Regions from separate parts of the Zea mays genome. Here region 2 is linked to region 1. A link is a contact called in public Hi-C data. All regions are on one chromosome and are shown on one strand. Each heading gives the region's core, a stretch centred on a gene start, on an enhancer-like site or on the middle of the called end of the contact. The rest is flanking DNA. Distances are from core to core; before and after follow the strand shown.

The links. A called contact is a pair of places that touch in the nucleus more often than the background predicts.
Region 2: a Hi-C map of tassel shows a contact between it and region 1, with 3 times the contacts expected there. The contact joins the promoter of LOC103637635 here to the promoter of LOC100274725 in region 1. A contact is called at or near these places in 2 of 25 Hi-C or Micro-C datasets (ear and tassel).

The regions. Positions count from the first base shown.
Region 1 is chr1:89,659,216-89,666,361 of Zm-B73-REFERENCE-NAM-5.0, reverse strand. LOC100274725 (NADH dehydrogenase [ubiquinone] 1 beta subcomplex subunit 8 mitochondrial) reads right to left here and starts at 4,740. Exons shown (of 4, transcript NM_001149025.1): 1 at 4,476-4,740; 2 at 4,257-4,343; 3 at 4,055-4,150. The coding sequence starts at 4,613.
Region 2 is chr1:90,307,260-90,313,864 of Zm-B73-REFERENCE-NAM-5.0, reverse strand. LOC103637635 (zinc finger (C2H2 type) family protein) reads left to right here and starts at 1,571. Exons shown (of 1, transcript XM_023301293.2): 1 at 1,571-2,938. The coding sequence starts at 1,696. The coding sequence ends at 2,619.

The DNA of each region.
Region 1 (7,146 bases), core at 3,491-5,990:
ATGATGTATCCCATGTAGCGTAGTCGATCCGAGGCCGAGGTCGAGCGAGGCGGCGACTTCTCCTGAGGCCGAGGCCTGGGGTTGGGCGAGGCGGAGACCTTCTCCCGAGGCCGAGGCTGAGGCCTGCCTGGGGTCGGCGAGGCGGAGACCTTATCCCGAGGCCGAGGCTGAGGCCGAGGCCTGGGGTCGGGCGAGGCGGAGACCTTCCCGAGGCCGAGGCTGAGGCCGAGGCCTGGGGTCGGGCAAGGCGGAGCTCCCTGTTGCGCCCGAGGCCGAACTCGGGAGAGGCCGTGACTCACTGTTGTTAGTCTTACCCTGGTGGTTGGCACAGTAGTCGGAACGGGGTGAATAGTGTTCTTTTCCTGTCAGAACGATCAGTAAAAGGGTGAAGTGACTGCGGTCATTTCGACCCTACCAACTGAGGCGCGCGTGTCAGGATAAGGTGTCAGGTGATCCCTGCATTAAATGTGCATGCGATACGGTCGGCGGTAAGGCGATTTGGCCGAGGTTGCTATACGACAATGTTTGCCCGAGCTTAGCCTCGGGCGAGCCGGGGGTGCGTCTACTGCCTGAGAAGGCCCTCGGGTGAGGCGTGAATCCGTCCGAGACTACTGTTCTTGCCCGAGGCCGGGCTTGGGCGAGACGAGATCGCGCCCCTTGGTAGATGAGGCTTTAACTTTGAGCTGTGCTTACCGGTCTTTACAGTTTGTTTTAAAGATGTTTTCCATCCATGCTTAGGAGTATTGGGGGTACCCCTAATTATGGTACCCGACACCCTGGCTCCACTGCGCTCCTCCACACCGACAAGAAGCTCTATGTGATGCGCATTGGCGTGCCAAAAGGTGAGTTCAGTTCGTCCGTTGGCATTGCATCGCATCACCGAGGGATTGATGGTGGGTGAGGTCCAATCAAATCCAATGAGGAGACATCTTGTTCTGACAGCAGAAACCACCACTAGGTCATTCCAGTTCGCGATAGCATCGTAGATGGACAAGGCGTCAATCATCAAGGACGCAACTGAGTACATCGAGCAACTGCAGGCGGAGGAGCGGCAGGCGCTGTACAAGGCACGTGCTCAAGGCTGGCGAGGGGCGTTGCGGTCACGAGCACGGCGAGAATGTGCTCCTGCAACCCGTGCCCTCCGCTGTCCCAGCGACGATGGAGGTCCTAGAGCTGCACGTGTCTGAGACGGACGATTGCGTGCTAGTGATGAACGTGACATGCAACAAGGCCATGACGCCATGGCCTGGGTCTATCGCGCCGTCGAGGAGCTTCAACTCTGAGTCATCACCGCCAACATCACCTCCGTCGTCGGTTGCCTCATGCACACCATCTTCGTCGAGGTACGTTGTCAACAGGCAGCGTGAAGCACCGTTATTTGCATTGTTTGTGAAGCACAACTTAATCTTCTTTTCTTATGGAGTTTTCGAATGATAGGATGGATGTGGGTTTGACCGTAGAATTTGACTTTTTCCTTGTTCCTTTTTATTAGAAAGGTGGAGTGAATAAAAGATCATTGTCTTGTTTCATTTCAGCCTATTAAAAACAAAGGTCGATGTTTTCAAGTCGTCCGACTAATCGCGATTAATCTCGATTAGTCAGACTAGTCGGTAGACTGCAACCAACTAGGGTCATCGATGCGACTAGACCGACTAGAATATTAGTCGTCCAACTAGTCGGCGACTAGTCACGACTAGTCACCCGATTTAGTATGGGACGACCAGTTTAGACCTTCCTCTTTTGATGGGCTTCTAGAGCTCGTGGCCTGTAGTTTGCTTTGTGGGCTTCTAGGGTTAGGATTTGAGAACGATCAGGCACAAGACGGACGGTGCAGACGCTCCCCCGTCCAGTCCACAGCAGTTGCTCTCCCAAGCAACCGCCAACGCCACACAGGACATGACTGCGGAGGTGCCGACATCGCAGTTGCATAGGCGCAACCGCTCGCCCGTCTAGTCCGCATAGCAGTCGCTCTCCCTAGCAGCCGTCGACGCCTCACACAGGACACGGTCACAGAGGCACCGACACCGCACAGGACACAGTCGCGGAGCCGCCGGCGCCGCGACGTAGCACCCCGACCCCGAGCAAGTTCCAGTGGCCCCCCGCAGCACCTTTCCAAGCAAAATCACGGTTCGGACACGTGGATAGCGTCTTTCCAAGCACTTCTATCCAAACACAACTCCATTGGGATATTCCATTCATTCAAGTCCCTTTTGACTGCCTCATCCCATGTCAAGTTTGGTCGTCCTCTACCTCTCTTCACATTATTGTCCCGTCTTATGATGCCTCTATGCAACAGTGCCTCTGGGGGTCTCCGATGGGCATGCACAAACCATCTCAACCGGTGATTAATAAGTTTTTCTTCAATTGGCGTTACTCCTAGCCGATCGTGTATGTCATCGTTTCTCACTCGGTCCAATCTTGTGTGCCCACATATCCAACGCAACATACGCATCTCTGTGACACTTAGTTGTTGGATATGTCGTCTCTTAGTAGGCCAACACTCAGCCCCATATAACATAGCAGGCCTAATCGTTGTCATGTAGAACTTGCCTTTCAACTTATGTGGCACTCTCTTTCCAAGCACTACAAGCATGCAAAATCATAGACATCTCCCACAAGGGTCCAATCAACATTTGGAAGCAATATAGTAGATGGTTGTCATGGCATCGCCTAGGTGTCCAACAGGCCGACGAAGGACGCCATGGCACGTCACCTCGTCTGAACCAAGAAAGGCGAGCACCTGAATACCTTGAAGGACGCCATGACGACTAGGCATCTCCCAGGCGACGTGGTGACAGTGCCTTGCTCTTTAGCTAGGCTCCAATGAGCCCTAACTTACTCTAAACTTGTCCTCTCGCTTCTCCTTCCTCCTTTTGTCGTCGTCACTTGATTCCTCACTCCTCAGGCTGCCAGTGCTCCCCCGTGCTGGTCGCACCGCGCCCACCCCCGTCCTTGTGCTGCGTCGTGCCCGCGCTACGCCCATGCGCTAGCCGGCAGCCGTGCCCACTCCTCTTCAGTTCTCCTCATCTGCTCTTCTCCTCTGACTCTGAGTTGCTGGCATTGTTTCTCTGATCCTCTCCTCCTCTGAGTTCCTAGTATTGCTTGATTGATATATGTTGTTGTCTACTTGTCTTGCTGATACACCATAGAGCAAAGTATAGATAGGACATGGATGCTGGAGCGGAAGGTAGACAGGAAGAGATACATGTTTCACTTGATCCATCGAATGATCCTAAGAGGAAGGTGAAGTCAAAGGATCCTGGTTGGAACTTGGAAGTATGGATTTTGGCCAGATATTGGTTAGGACATTAGGCCTAAGGCTTTAGCCCTTCTGGGACTTAGGGCAGTATGCCATATGCACATATTTATTAGCTACCACTTTAAACTTTATCAGTTATTCACTTTACCATGTATTTGGTGGACTTATATAGCTGCTTGCTACTTGTTGCAAAATGGAAGTATATTTTATTTGCTATTATTTGATGTCATGTATTCATATATGTTGCATTTGCATACTTGCATATTTGCTAGCTGCTGCTGGACAGGACGCCTAGGCAGAGGCGCCTGGCTGGCTACTCGCCTCGCTATGGTGCCGTGAGAACCATGATATAATATCATTTCGTCTGATAAAAACTTTTGAAGTAATATACTATCTTATAGTGACTTACGAATAACCCACGGAAGCTAGTTTTTTAAAAAAAATCATAAGAAACATAGTTATAGGAGGACATATCATGTGCAATCACTCATTTTTGTGCAAGCGTGCAATCAAACTATCCAGAGCATCCAGTCTAGATCCAACGGTTTCATATGGAAGTGGTTAAATGTAAAATAGACACTAGGTTTCAGGTGGAAGGGGTTAAATGTAAAATAACAGTTACCATTAGATCTAGATCGGATGCACCAGATCGCTTGATTGCATGCTTGCACCAGGATAAGTGATTGCATAGGATATTTTCCCTAGTTATAGTAGGTGGAGGGATATCTATAGCACAACAAACACTGGAAGATCGAAATGCAATCAGGGAAACAACGGTTAGCAATGCACACTCACATATGGTATCTTGGAGGCCTTATCGTTCACCACCGCAGCCACACCGAGGGCAGCGAAGAACCCCAGCCCTCCGCACAGCCACGCCAACGCCTCGTACTATCGAGCAGCAAACACACAGAACCAATGAAACAGCCAAATCAGAAACAGTCCAGACGCATATGACGCCGCAACGCACGACGTGTTTGATCAGGTCCCGTAATACCTTGCCGATGTGCGGGGCAAGGCGGTCGATGCAGGGCTCCGGGAAGGGCGTGCCGTTGTCCCACACCAGCTCGTCGTTCACGGGCAGCTGCGACCCAAAACAGAAAAAATCCCCAGAATCCAATCGGTTTGAGACGGCAACTCACTGGCGCGCAGATGAGGAGAGGACGCACGAGCGAGGGTCGGATTTGGATCTGGACTCGGGGTGCGGGAGACTTACGGGTTTGTCTGGGACGATGTGGCGGCCGACGGGGAGGCCCATGCCGGCGCGGTGCCGGAGGGCAGCGGCCGCGGCCGCGGCGCGTGCGCCGCCGCCGCCAAGGACGCGGAACCCTGCTGCGGTTAACCTCCCGGCCATCTCGCTCGCTCGCTCGCTGGCTCTCCGATCAGTGCGAGTCGTCGTGCGGTGAGTTGGGTTGCGCGGCTCGTCGTCGGCGGCGGTGGAGACAGAAGGAAGCTGGGTGGGCTTTGTTCGGGCCTCGTGTGCTGTATCCAGTGGGGGAGAAAACTGGAAGCGGATTTGGCATGTATATTTGGGCCTTGTGGAGTCCACTGGGATAGGCATGCGTTTTGCTGGGCCACGCTTCACTGGGCCTTGCATTGTGAAAAGTGATGATGTTCACGGGGCTTTCACAACACTGCCGCCTGTGGGAAGAAAAAACACTAAAAAATCCACCACAAATATATATGTAGTGTCTTTGTACAGTTCTGTACTACACTTACCACCATCGTACTGTATACTAGTCGCAGTTGTTTATGCGGGCCCCGCAACCCGTCACCGAAGCAGCAACGGGCTATATAGGCATATAGCTAGGTAGGTGTTGTTAACTCGCTGGCAGGTGACGGACTAAACATAGTACCGACAACTGATGCAGATGTTTCCATGAGCACGAAGCAACCACGTCAAAATGATTTTCTTGCCCCCCGCGCTGCCGTCAGCACAGCACAGCACAGCACAGCACAAACCAGGCCGGGCCGCCACGCCAGCTGCTGCCTCGATTCGTCAGTTGAGAGATGCGATCGCCTCCCCCTCAGCAGTACAGTGTATTGTACGTATAGTATATTACGCGAAGAAGAAGTATATATTGTATTGTAGTACGTAGTACCAAAGCTCCCAAGTCCCAATACTTCCGCGGCTACCGAGGGTGAAAAATAAAAGGCGGATACTTTTGTCTCATGGCTTGGACTTTTGCACTGCTACCGGATTTTTTTAAAAAAAACTCGTTCAGCTATAAACAAAACAGCACGAGAGAAACTACAGACACCAGCCAGACCATTTGAAACACAATCAACGTCACCGACTGTGGGAGCGCGCATGCGTCATGCCAGTAAACTGCTCTCGGATTGCAAGTCCCGGCATGAACAACACACACACACAAAAAAAAAAACTATTGGCGGACTCCGACGCCAACCCGCACAGCACCGCACCGACCTGGGTGCATTCAGCTAACCTTGCTGTTAGCCAACCGCCCCGCGGGAGGAGCCGGGCTAATCACTCGATCGTAATCAATCAACCAGTCTGCGAGATCCATGACGGGATAATAAACTATGCGGGGGGCTCACATGGCCTTCAATGCGTGATGTGTCCTGTCTCCTCGTTTCGCGCCAGAGAAACATTGGACCTGCTAGTGGGTTGATCATATCATTGCTTATATTTTCCTTTTTGTTTAACTTCGCTTAGGTGCTATGTATATGTTTACTCGGGCGTTCGGTAACGTAGCGTAATCTAGCCGTAGATATATGCGAAATATGCTGAGTAATAAACTCATCAGCCAGACATGCCCGACATGCTGCGTCAAACAAATGCCATGCACCATGCTAACCAATTAGCCTTGCTCATGCTACGACAACCACTGTTTATAGAGTTAAGTTTAAAATAGAAGATAAAGATAAGTACGATACACCTAGATCGTCCGTGGTAGGGCAGCAGGCTGTCCGCGACGACACAAAAGAGCTCTCAGTTGAACCTGGATCTCGCCTCCCGGGGGAATCTTGTCAGAGAAAGATCCTAGAGTCGTCTTGGGGTCGGTAGGCTAACCAAGATGATCTCTATACGACATATAATCGAATAAAAGTGAAGATTGATATGGTGAGATCCATTCCTATGGTGAGATCCATTCCTAGGCGAGATCCATTCCTATACGACATATAATCGAATAAGTACTCAATCGGTCGTACCTCTTTATATTTATAGGAAGAGATCTGGACCCATTTCTAGCCGAGATCCAACATATTCCCATGTATAGGTTAGTGAAAGGGAAATGTACCCTTGGGCCATTTCTAAGTATTTTGGTGATTTAGTGTCCAACACAAGTGCCTAAGTGTAAATGGTGGACAAAGTACAAATCAAGTGTAAAGGTACGTTTCTCAGACTTAGTACATTGTTTTAAAAACTAATGTATTGTGTCTAAGTGCTGGAAACAGGAAAAATCAAGTTGAGATTAGAGATGGCTTTGTTCAGCCAAAGTCTGCTCAGTCTGGGTGCACCGGACTGTCCGGTGGTGCACCGGACAGTGTCCGGTGCGACAGGCAGACTCAGGCGAACTTGCTGCTCTCGGGAAGTAATTAACGGCGTACGGCTAAAATTCACCGGACTGTCCGGTGAGCCAACGGTCGGCCGCGCGATCCGCGCGGGACACGTGGCCGAGCCAATGGCTTGTAGGGGGCACCGGACAGTGTCCGGTGCGCCAACGGCTCCAAGGCTGCCAACGGTCGGCTTCGCCAAATAAGGAAGGAAATCCGCACCGGACAGTGTCCGGTGGTGCACCGGACTGTCCGGTGCGCCAGGCGACAGAAGGCAAGAATTGCCTTCCCAGATTGCTCTCAATGGCTCCTAGCTGCCTTGGGGCTATAAAAGGGACCCCTAGGCGCATGGAGGAGAACACCAAGCA
Region 2 (6,605 bases), core at 322-2,821, 650 kb before region 1:
GGTTCGCACAACAAACGCTAGCTAGTTAGCTAGCTTCAGAGATAATATAATTTTGTTTTTTCCTCTCTCTCTCTCTCTCTCTCTCTCTCTGTGGTTACGTTACACATGCATCCGAAGCTACATTTGTCAACTACGCGAGCCACCACTAGTTCATATATGCGCTCTCTCTCTGCGGTTGGCGCATTGTGAATAAAAAAAACGAGTTCGAGAGGAATCGTCCGATCCGCATCAACTAACTAACACCACACCGATCGCAATTGTCTAATCGATTAACAGAACGCAGTGAGATCATACTAGGCAGCTAGCTAGCTAGTCGTTGCTTCCAAGCCATCTTGTCGTCAGATGTCGTCGTCTTCCTGACCTACTGCGCGCAGCTAGCCGCGTACTGTACGCGAAGTGGTGCAGCAGCTAGCTACACGTGGACGTACGTGGTGGCTGCGAATGTTCCCGGCCAGCCACAAATCCACAACACGCGACGTACGGTTTTCGCGGGATTAGTTTCTGAGTCGGCCAGCGTTCGTTTCGCACGCGTGGCTAGTAGCCGCGCGCGCCGAATCATTCTCGTTCACTTGCAGCAGAGTCGCACCTGTGCTGCCGTTGCGCTGCTGACATTCTGCCGCGTCGGAACCATGCCTAAAACGTGCCCCGTTTCGTCTCGGTCAGCCTGCCACGCAGTGGTCGTGGAATCACAACACATGCACAGCACAGACGATCAGGAGACGACGCACGAGACGAGAATGATTGATGACACGGAGACCAGCAGCGACAGCGACCAAGTAAATAGCTCGCTCGCCGTTTTCAATACAGTAACTGATTCGATGCAGCAGCAGATTACATAAATTCGTGCAGGGAGTTGCATGCGCTCGGCTTGAGCGCCCCGGCCGCTCCACAACAGTTTGAATTCGAAGAGGGTCGGTCGGTCCTCCACCACAAGGTCGAAAAGGGTCGTGCCAAAAAAACGCAAAGGAGACGTCCCTTTTGTGTAGGCACCTAGAAACCAGATACATGTACACACAAATACACGCCGACAAGTTTCACCGGCGGGTGCCACAGCGAACCGCACGAGACGTACGCCACAGTGGCAGAGGAGGGGGGTGGGAGAGAAGGCACTCACTGGTCGATGCTGCACCACAGCTCATCTAAAAAAGAGCAGAAGTCATATAAGGGGTAAAGGAAAGGCTACGAAAGAGAGACAAAACTCAGCAGCGAAAGTGGTGGGGGACGAGGAGGGCAGAGCAGGGCTCCCCCACCCCTGATCTCAACCTCTCCACCCCCCAAATGGGACCCTAACAAATCATGATTCCAAATGGAGCCGCAATTCAAAAAGGTTAACCAACTCACATCCAAATCCAGCACAAACCCGCCGTGTAAAACCAGAGTAACTCCCACCAGGCCACCACTACCGGGTAACGTCACTGACATCCTGGACCCACAAGGCTGCGCCCACCTATCAGGCTGTCACTGACGGTTATTAGGTGTGGGGTAGTCTAGTAAGCCGGTGCAGCAAGCGCACTGTAATCTGTAAACAGTTTTGTCAGCGACACGGCGCCCCACCGGCAGGGCCTGTGAATAAATCCGCAGACCGCAGCCATAATAACACCCGCAGACGAGCCAGCGGTCTGCGCCCACCACCAGTCCACCACCACCCACCCGCAAAGCCAACCACAGGAGCTGGAGCTGCCGCGGCCAAGGACAATGGCGACGGCGTGGGTGCGCTCGCTCAGCTGCAGGTCCTCCTACGCCGTCACGGACGCCGCCATCGCGCCGTCACCGGCCAAGAAGCCGCCGCCGCAGCCGCTCCCCTTCTCCTGCGCCAGCGCCACTGCGGCGGCGGCGGACGTGATGGACGCCGTGGCGTACGCCCATCATCAGGCCAGGCGGAAGAAGCTGGGGAGGGAGAGGGAGAGGCGGAAGGAAACGCGAGAGCCGCGGCCACGGCCCAAGAAGAAGCCCAAGCCCATGGCGACGAAGGACGCGGCCGCCGCCGCCGGGGCGCCGCTGTCGTTCATGCCGTCGCCGGCGCCGGGCCCGCCCGTGAGCTCGGCGTTCCTCACGATGGCGGAGCTGCCCGAGGGCCACTCCTCGCGGCGTGTCGTGGAGCTCATCTTCGCGTCCGGGTGGGCCGACGCGGCGGGGCGCCCGTCGCCGTCGCCGTCGCCGGCGGTGGAGGCGCTGTTCCGCGTGCACAGCGCGCCGCGCGCGGTGGCGCGGTTCGAAGAGGCGCGCCAGGCGGCCCGCGCGCGCGGCGCCGCGGCGCGGTGCGGCGCCGACGGCAACGAGATGATGCGGTTCCAGTGCCGCGCGCCCGGCGGCGGGGTGTTCGGCGCGGGCGTCGCTACCTGCCGCCTCGGCGCGTCGGTCTCTGCAGTGCGCACGTTCGCCTGCAGCGGCGCCGCGCACGCCAGCGCCGCCGCCGCCACCGCCACCGCCGGCCGGCGGGCGATGCTGGTGTGCCGCGTCATCGCCGGCCGCGTCTGCCCCGCCAACCACCCGTCCTCGCGCCACGCCCACGGATCCGCTGCGACCGCCTATGACTCCGTGGACATGGGCAACGGCGAGCTGGTGGTCCTGGACAGCCGCGCCGTGCTCCCCTGCTTCCTCATCATCTACAAGGTCTAGCCGCCGCCGCCGACGACGACCCGGGACCACCGGACTAGAGCACTAACCGACCACCGACCGTGACCGTTAACCCCTCCCCCGTCGTCGTTAATCGCCACGCTGATCGCTAGGCTTCTCTAGCATTGTTTTGGGACTCTGCTTTTCCGGAGTGTCAGGTGCGTGTGGATGGTATTTGGTATGCTATGGTAGCAGCAGCGGCAGCAATGGAGCCCCTGGCCCTGCCGTGCCCGTGCCCCGTGCGTGTAAAAATCAGTACAAAAACCGCTGCCTATTTTGGTATAGAAACATTTTGCTTTTGGCTGTCCATTCAAACAGCTCCTCCCTCCCTCCGTCTTTTGCAATGGCATCGCTCGCTCCGCATCCGCATGCAATGTACTGTGCCTTCTTTGCTTCTGCTGCTCTTGTGCACTTTGCAGCGGACACCAGAAGACGACCAGAGCAGAGCAGAGCTCCCAGTCCCAGATCTGCTCGCGCGAATCAGCCGTGCCCCCGTCGTGCACGGCTCCGATCGCCCGGACGGCTACCCGTGACACAGCCACAGCCACAGCCAGCGAGATTCACGGCTTCTCACCGTCCCTTCCTCCCTGTTCCATCCACCGCAGAGATTTGTCGCCGCAGGTTTAAAGCGTTTTTGGCGCAGCGCTCGTGTTTTCTTCTTCCTCTCGCCGTCGCCATTCGTTTGTTTCCTTCCCGTCGGTCGATCAATGGCTGGGAGCCTGCTGCCTGGTACTGCGATCATAATTCTGCGTCCTAGCTGCTCTCAGACGACCGCCTCTCTCTCTCTCTCTCTCTCTCTCTCTCTTTCTCTCTCTTTCTCTTGTCCTGCCTGCGCTGTCCTTGCCGCTTTCCCCTTTTTCTTTTTCCAGATAGAAAGAAGCCGCAGCACGGGCCGGCCTTGCTCGCTCCGCCTCCCCCTTGGTGTTCTTCGTGGTCGTGGGCTCCCTCGCTTTTGCCTACTACCTAGCTGCTTGTTTTTTCAATGGCGCCTTCATTGAATACGGGTGTGGGGGCTGTTCTGTTTCGTTTGGTGGCAACTGCAATCCAGGCAAAGGCGTCTGGGATGTTAAAGTGAAGTAATGAATGCGAGGTAGAACTCGGTGGTGACGTTCGTTCTTGAGGTTAAGCATGCAGCACTGACCAATCGGCAACTGTTGCCTGCTTCCTTGGCGCTTGCTTGCTTGGGGTGCAAAGGCTCCTGTCCAGCGACAACGCATGCCACACGGTCCGTTTTCCCTGTGTCCATTTGAATGGCCGAACACCATCTCCATATCCATGTACGTAGTCATATGCTGAACTATCCGAAGCGTTAAGTGCTGCATTACATGGTGCGGGTACTCTGCACAGCTACGAAATTGTTTTTTTGTGCATGGTGGTAGATGCTTATCCAGAGTATGGGCCGGGTTTTTTTTTAACCACCATGAGCACATAGCATGGCCCCTATACATGGGTCAAGCTTAGGCCGGCACCGCCCAATGAAGTCCATGTTATCCAATTTCTTTAATTTAGTAAGTTTTTTACTTTATATTATTATAATATTTATACTTTATATAGTCAAATGATTTATACTTTATATAGTCAAATGATGTTAGTATTATTTAATATTTTTAATTTAGGAAGCTATGAATTTATGTGGTTGTAATATTTAGATTTTATGTGGTTTAAATATATAGGTCCGGCTTGGATTGATATGGTCTAACAAAAACAAAGTCACGACGTGCTTTAGCCAGATTGGATCATTATTTCTACTTTTTAGACTCACACGATACAGTTTAAAAGTTTTTTAAGGTCTTTTTAGCTCGAGTCGTTTGGCCCGAAACACGATAGACCTAGGCCGGGCGAGCCAAATTATCAGCACTAATCCAGAGAGGGATCCGACATGCCCATCACGTGTCGACAGGTTTGAACAGTGATGTACTTAAGATTAGCTGTGTAATCATGCATCTCCTCCGGAAGCGGCTGTGTAGATCTGGCTGACATGGCATGACCATACATCTGGATGGCTGACACCGGGCCCCACCGGTTCTCTCAGCCTCTCAGGGAGGGCTGAGCTATTGGCATGTTACCTTGTCTCTTGCGGAGCGGAGGCACGGGCACCTGACCAGATCAGACAAGGAGCGAGAGTGGTGAGGCTGTGACTGACTGGACCACCGTCTCCGTAAGCACCATGCACCAACCATCATTTCTCCTCTCTCTCTCTCGTTGTCAGGTTCGTTGAGCATGGGTGGCGACGAGAATCACTGCGAGTCTGCTTTCACCTGCCTAATCCACCACCGTCCACCGGGGATGCTTGTGCTCACCGGATGGAACCTCACGTTCTCGCCGCAACTGAACTTGCACTGAATTTTCGTAGCGGCATTTCCGGAGAGCAGGCGCCTTGACTTCTTCTCTTTGGGAACAGCAAGAGCTCTCTCTGACGACAGCAGATTACAGTCACAAGATCCGACTGGAATCTGAATGAACAATGATCCATTCGATTCTTCTCTCTCTCCGAGAGTTCCATCCATCCAGATGCAGGCAAGCCGCAAGTGAGCGACGAGACTCATTTATAAGAGCTTGTTCGGTTGTATCTGCATTAATGAAGATTGGATGATATTAAATCTCTCTCTAATCAAAATTTCAATTGCGCTCAAACCAAATGTAATCAAACAAAGCTTTAGGGCTAGTTTAATTACTCTAGTATTCACCTTAATCTATATATATTAAGTTGGATTGTGGCGTAACTTAAACTAATTTACACATCAATCCACTTCAACACATGTAGATTGACCATGGGTTTACTCTCTTATGGTTACTCCGCCTATCTCACCGCCCCGAGCCGGCCTGCATCTCGTCACCTCTGTCTGGTAGCTGTTGTTTACCATGCTTCCAGTTCCAGGTGACTCCAACATTCAGAACTGAATAACCAATCAACTATCAGCGCTAACCACTGTGGGGTGTGCCGGTGTGGGCTTGACCTCCGTCCAGGAGATTTGGACGTAGTCCTGCCTGCTGCCCGAGTGGCTGAGTCGTCTTTGCGTCACTGTTTCACCCTCACATGGTCAAACATGAACGCTGAAGGCTGAACAAGCGAACTGAAGACGTCCAGTACCCAGGGCCGGCCCGGGACCCACGCGAGTTACTCCTTGCGCAGGTTGCAGCGCGGCGACGAGCCGATGAGCGAGTCGCCGTATACCTGCACTGCACAGCACAGCAATCAGCAGCGGCACGGGCATAAAACTTGCCTGCGTTCCAGTAAGCAACAGTGCGCTAGCTGCGCATCTCTGAATGATAAATCCGTGCTGGTCTTGTCAAGATCCCCCTCCACTTGACCGGTACGATACGGGCTCCTGTCCTGAATGATGGTGGAGTGGGGGAGACTGGACAGCCGGCCGAGGATGCATTTGGATGATGCATGCCAGCGCCGTGTCTCCCTCTGGCGACGACCCGGCAGTAAAAATCTAGCGCCAATCATGCGGTGCCGGGTTTCGCCACCGACCATGTCCGCCCCTTTTATTGCGCGCAGGAGATGGGGCGACGGATGGCGGATGCGGTGCGACTGCGAGGATCCTGGAGCAGATTAGTACGGCTTCGCCTTGGATCATGGTCTCATGCTCTCATGGAGATGGAGCAGGGAGTCCACTGCTACAGCTACAACTGGCTCTCTCGCAGGCCATCATGCAATGCACCTGCACCGTGGTGACAATGAGATCTCAGCTCAGCCTCAATTCGGGGGGTCATCGATTCATTCAACCACAGCCGCAACCAAATGCCGCCCACCTGGCCACCCAGCGTCGAATCGAATTTCATGCACCGACCGACCGGCCGGCCAGATCGCTCCGAGAGATCCCACTCATACTCCACCGGTTTACGGCTCAGCGACTTGGATCATGACTCGGTACTTGTAGCAAGCAGTAGCCAGTAGGTCGCCTTCGCTTGCTTGCTTGACTGCCTACCCTACCTCCCGCAATGACTGTGACTGGACTCGACTCGAGTTCGTGGCGTTATAA